2 separate regions of the Arachis hypogaea genome follow, and region 1 is linked to region 2. A link is a contact called in public Hi-C data. All regions are on one chromosome and are shown on one strand. Each heading gives the region's core, a stretch centred on a gene start, on an enhancer-like site or on the middle of the called end of the contact. The rest is flanking DNA. Distances are from core to core; before and after follow the strand shown. Region 1 holds the start of LOC112790323 (plant intracellular Ras-group-related LRR protein 1). Region 2 overlaps LOC112790322 (calcium-transporting ATPase 8, plasma membrane-type).

What was found. Hi-C and Micro-C count contacts between places; a contact is called where the count stands out from the background.
Region 1: a contact with region 2 is called in a Hi-C map of an unstated tissue, with 7 times the contacts expected there. The contact joins the promoter of LOC112790323 here to the enhancer-like site in region 2. A contact is called at or near these places in 2 of 8 Hi-C or Micro-C datasets (leaf and an unstated tissue).

Annotation. Positions count from the first base shown.
Region 1 is chr3:38,807,116-38,809,908 of arahy.Tifrunner.gnm2.J5K5, reverse strand. LOC112790323 (plant intracellular Ras-group-related LRR protein 1) reads right to left here and starts at 1,516. Exons shown (of 3, transcript XM_025832658.2): 1 at 1,008-1,516; 2 at 623-792. The coding sequence starts at 1,274.
Region 2 is chr3:38,694,884-38,697,703 of arahy.Tifrunner.gnm2.J5K5, reverse strand. It overlaps LOC112790322 (calcium-transporting ATPase 8, plasma membrane-type), which reads right to left. Exons shown (of 37, transcript XM_072232862.1): 34 at 2,624-2,731; 35 at 2,449-2,540; 36 at 2,076-2,194; 37 at 1,367-1,663. The coding sequence ends at 2,086. Among protein-coding and RNA genes, the nearest start is that of LOC140183446, 29 kb to the right of the region's middle. Within about 2 kb of position 1,528, at least 1 of the 3 cell types and tissues checked has open chromatin away from gene starts, as enhancers often do.

The sequences.
Region 1 (2,793 bases), core at 267-2,766, 110 kb before region 2:
TGAGGTAGATACATGCGTATCGACGTATATAGGTAGAAGACACATTATTAATTATAATCACCTAATACTTAACCAGTCAACTTATCATTAATTAACAATTTTAATTTTTTAAATTATTATTAATTAGTAATTATTTAAATTTTATGTTTTAAAATGTATAAAATTGATAAATATTAATTATAATTATTTAAAGTTGACTGATTAAAAATTATTTATCTATACTTTTTCATTCAAATTTTATCCATCAATTATTAAACAGTGCGTAGAAAATTCTTCTTCTAATTAATATGCTGAAGACTATATCACATAAAATTAATTATATAAAGCACAATGTAATAGTATAATTTTTTTTATACTGTTACATATAACAAAAGAGAAAAACACCGCCGCTAAAATTAATTATTAGCAGCGAAACATTTGGTGTATTATCTATACATTAAAAGGAAGCAACTATATCAAGTGATTTAATTTAAAAAGGGTAGTATATATGTAGCTAATAAATTGATAAGTTGATAATGATGTATGCGTGCAATGTTCATCCTAATGTTTTTATTGTTATTATTATTATTATTTAATTACTTTAAGTTATATCTAAAATTAGATATATAATATATATAGTTACCTGCAATTTTCAATAGTTTGAGGAAGGGATTGGATGAAGTTGGCAGAGACATTCAAAATCTTAAGCTTAGAGAGGCAACCAATTGAATTTGGGAGGGACCTTAGCTGGTTCGAGTGCACGTCCAACACCGTCAAGTTCAGTAGTCTCGCCGTTAACGACTCCGGAATATTCTATACACATAATAAGAAATAATTCATAAATAAAAAGAATCTTCCATGGTATATATATCTCTCTTTCTCAAATTAACTTTACTTTATATTTTATGAATTTATTAATTTTTGTCTAAATATATTATTTTTAATGAATAAAAAAGTAAAAAGAAAAAAAAAAGGTAATCTTTCAAGAAAAGAATATTTTGTATTGCAATAAATTTCTAAATACGAACCTGGAGATTGTTGTTGGAAAGGTCCAACTTGGAAATGGTAGCTAAATCAAGAGAAGGAATAGGGAGAGACTCCAACGACATGCAGCTCAAGTCAACGGTGCGAAGCTTGTTGTCTTTGTTGTTGTTGCTGTTGTTGTTGTTGTTGTTGGATTCTTTGTTCCTCTCCCTCTTATTCCTTCTTATCATATCCATCTTCATGGTATCCATAGTCATCGTTACTGGTTGCTGATGATGAACCAGATGATTATGTGTGTGTTCGTACATCATACTTAGAAATTTCAATTTACTATGCAATACACAACCCACCCTGAAAAACACGGAGTTTGATTGCAAAGATTTTGAGAGAGAGAGAGAGAAGAGAGAGAAGGAAGGGGAGCTGTTGGAGATGAATTGATGATGATAATGAGACAGTAGTGTGTGCTTCCATATATAAATAGGGGAAATGTTATTTTAACAAAAAAAAAAGTTTATCCTATTACATTAAAGTTTGCAATTCAATTGATGATGATAGCCTTTCATTTTTTTATATATTTAAATATCATTTTCTTGAAAATATCTTGGATTATCAATATATATACTAAACTCCAAAACAGTTATTATTTTAAAACAGAAAATAAAACTATTATTTTCTAATGTTCATTAAAATAATGTACATTAAAAGTTTTGTATATTCTATCAATTTTTATTTATATTATCATGTTTTAATTTTAATATGTTAAGTCTTAGCTATGGTTTACAAATATAATAATTATTCCATCTATTTATGAATAAGACTATTGACTGAGTTCTAATTCATCTTTTTAATGATTTTTTATAATATTTAAAAGAATAAAAAATATACAAATATATATTTTTTTTAAAAACATCAAAATAATAAAAAATTTAAAATTTTTTATTTAAAATTAAAAAGATAACTAAGAGAATGAATTGGAACTTCTAGTTATTTTTTATAATATATTATAAAAAGAAAAATACTAAAGACGACTAATCCTTTTTTATTAATATTAATCAAGATTTAGAATTTAAATTTTAAATTTAAAAATTAGTATAAAAATATATTTATTAATCAAATATTAAAAAATAAAATTGGCGGTCATATGATATTGTTGTTATAAAAACAAGGGCGGGGGTGGACGTGAAAGACTAAGGTGAATGAAAAAAAGGACGTACGGATGGGACGGAATGGAGAAGAAATTATTAGAAATGAGAGCGTAGTGACGTAGTATGGAAGTACATGAACCGTATGAAATGGTAATTAGGGTTTGCGTGCTGTGTTAAGCAACTTTCCCCACTTGATTTATTTTGTCAACTCTCTACTACTACTACGATTTTTTTTTTTTTTTTGGTGACACTACTCCCAATTTGAATGCCAATTACTATTTTATTCGTTAATTGTAGACAAGGAATATGTCCTCACACATGTTTTTTAGTTCTTAGCTTCTTAATTACTTCTATCTCTCCCTATACGACTACTATTATATAACTGTATATAACATATTTGTTTATTAATCTATCCTTTTCCTTATGTAAATAATAATAAAAATAGATAAACACTTTTTTTAGATTTTGACTTGAAATGTTTAGAATAATAATAATAATAATAATAATAATAATAATAATAATAATAATAATAATAATAATAATAATAATAATAATATTTTGTTAAAGAAAATTATGTGAATAGTGTTGCCTTTTTTTTTTTTTTTTGAAGTTTATCAAAGATCTACTATATTATAAAATTACTCATCCAAAAAGTTTAAGCCGATGAAAGAATGTAACATTAATG
Region 2 (2,820 bases), core at 279-2,778:
AAACAATGGTTGATAATGTGCATCTTAATTTGGACAACATATTGCTATTCCTACTTGAATTTTAGGATTCTATAATTGGATGTTTATTGAGCATCTCCATTGTTGTATAAGCTAGATTAATTTGATGAAGAATGAACTGAGTAACTAGACACAGATCTCGATTCCATATTTACAAATTTATGACTTTTAACCCTTGAGAAATACAGTGCTCTAATCCAATTACTTAGTCAAATATTTTGATTTGTGAATCTTCTCCCTTTCACACATTTATTTTTGCATATGTATGTTGTGCTGCATTAGGAGATCTTGATGTCAAAAAGTAAGAAAGAAAAATTACTTGGCTCCAAAAATTCTGAACTTAATAAGGTATTGATTTCTATGTTCTAATAGTGTCATCTATGAGACTTCCATTCTTGACCTATTCTACACCAATGTTGCTGGGATGAGAATAGCCTCAAGAAAATCATACTTGTTCCGAATAAGAGAGCAAGTCCATTAGCTTCAACCTCTGATTACATGTCTCTGTAGATATCCCAGAAGAGTCATTTTGTTTACTCATGCTTCTGTTAAATTACTCTTGAAACTATTCCCTTAACTCCCTTTCTCTCTCCCAAAGGGGAAAAAATTAGAGAAAAAAAGCACCGGGGTCAACATCAATAATGGAATGGTGATTGTTTAATTTTAATAAGCGGATGTCTACCAAGATATTTTTGTTCATTATGAACCATCTGCTGATATCTGCCTTTTCATATTCAGAACAGTTTAAAATACTCCACTTATGCAAATTGCATTCAAGTATCTTAAATTGTTAATTTATCAATGTACACAAAAAAAAAAAACAAAAAAAGTTAAGGTTTCACTGAAAAACCAGCTAAAAGAAAACTTACTTGAACCAATTAGTTGAAAAATAGATCTGTTACAGAAAAAAAAAAAAAAAAAAACCTATTCCCCAATTTTTTAAATTTCAAAATCAAAAATAAAAAGAAATTTAGTTGACTTACAAAAGTTAAAACGGATACTATAAATCGGAGTTATATATAAAAAAACTCTCGCAAGGTCTTATAAATCGCAACACCTGTGCATATTTGAAGCTACTGATCACCGGAACCCATATACTAAAATTGTGAGAAGCCAGCAGTAGTAAGACATTGAACCATGCTAGCAAATCCAGTTTTCTTCAGGTATAAGAAAGAATTCATATCTACATGAACCCATACTGCTTCCTAATGGGGATTACAATTCTAAAGTAAGATGAAAATGCGCTGTTTTCCTTGTATATAACATGTTCCAGAAAATTGATGATTATACGTTGTGGCAATAGATCGGAATCAAGTTTTGCGTATATACATATCTTCATCTTATGGAATTGGAGTGAAAATTTATGATGTTTATATATTAAACCAACTGATAATTTTGCCATGTTATAATGTCACAAATTGGGCCTTACTCGTGAACGCAACAACAATGCAAGATACTGAAAGCACTAGAACCATACAATAACAAGTACGAATGACCTAACCAACTTGGGTTGGTCGAGTGGCCAGCTCACTCATCCGCTTCAGCAAGTGTCAAGAGTTAGAATCCCGCCTATGCATGCAGCAACCCATTGACCAGCGACAGGTCCTTAAATGGAGCTCAGATCCGCGACGGATTACTCCTTGACCTGTCGAGTTGAAAGATACCGTGGGCAACCAAAAAAGAAAAACAAGTACGAATGACCTACATGGAATGACCTACATGTAATGTTTTTAATACGACAGAAATTAGGACAAACGATGAAATCGAAAGTATAGTCCATATTTTCATATAATCTCTGCAATTTCTCAATTCTTTGTCAAACCAACAAAGTCGGTAAACAAAAACCAAGGTTAGCTGAAATTCCGTATACTTTGTTAGAGCCTAATTCTAAAGCAACTCCAAGTTTGTATCGAAATTTAACAGGCAAAAACAAATCTAAGACCGGCAAGAAAAAGAAGCGTTTGGCTAAACAGTATGCTATTTTTTTTCTTTAAAAAAAAAATACCAAGCATGTACATCGTCCAATAAGAGAACGATCCGTCTTTAAAACAGCACACCTATATGTTGCTATTGTGAGGCCTCAGGTTCCTTTCTTCGACCCCGAAATCTTGAAAATACGTTGTTGATGGGAGTATCTGGAACTGGTATCAATTTACCAACCACAGCAAGAGGCCAACTGAAAGTGTGGAAAGAGAGAATCAGCAAAGGAAAGACCCTGTTAGCACTTGAGCATAAAGCAAGCCTTGCAGTCATATGTCATATATATTACTGGTGCTAAGCTCCTTTCACCACTTGCTTAGAATAACTTGAATATAGCTAATAGGGTTTAGGAAATTTCTAGCTATAAGTAGGGACGGATCCATTAAGGAAGCAAAACTACAAGCAAAGAGAAAAATACACTCGCGGATCTAGTGCAGATGATCAACTGACCTTATGAACCCAATGATGACAGAGATCAGCCACTGCTTCCAATTAAGCCTGACTGTTGAAGTGAACTTGCCGAGGAATTCAATGATGATGATCTGAAAAACACTAGCAATTTTAGGGTGACCTTGAAAATATTTCATACGAGAGACAAATAACGAGAAGTTAAAATAAGACAAACCTGAAGCACAACAGTTAATCCCACTATACCCATGAAGAGGTAGTTTTTCGTGACTCCACTGAATATGTTAAACTCATCTGGCTTTCGTGCATTGAACTCATTAAAGATCTGCAGTTTTGAACACATTTTTTTAGAATTGAAATAAGATGAGCACACTACAGCAAAGCTACCAAAATGACAACGAATATATGGTGCAT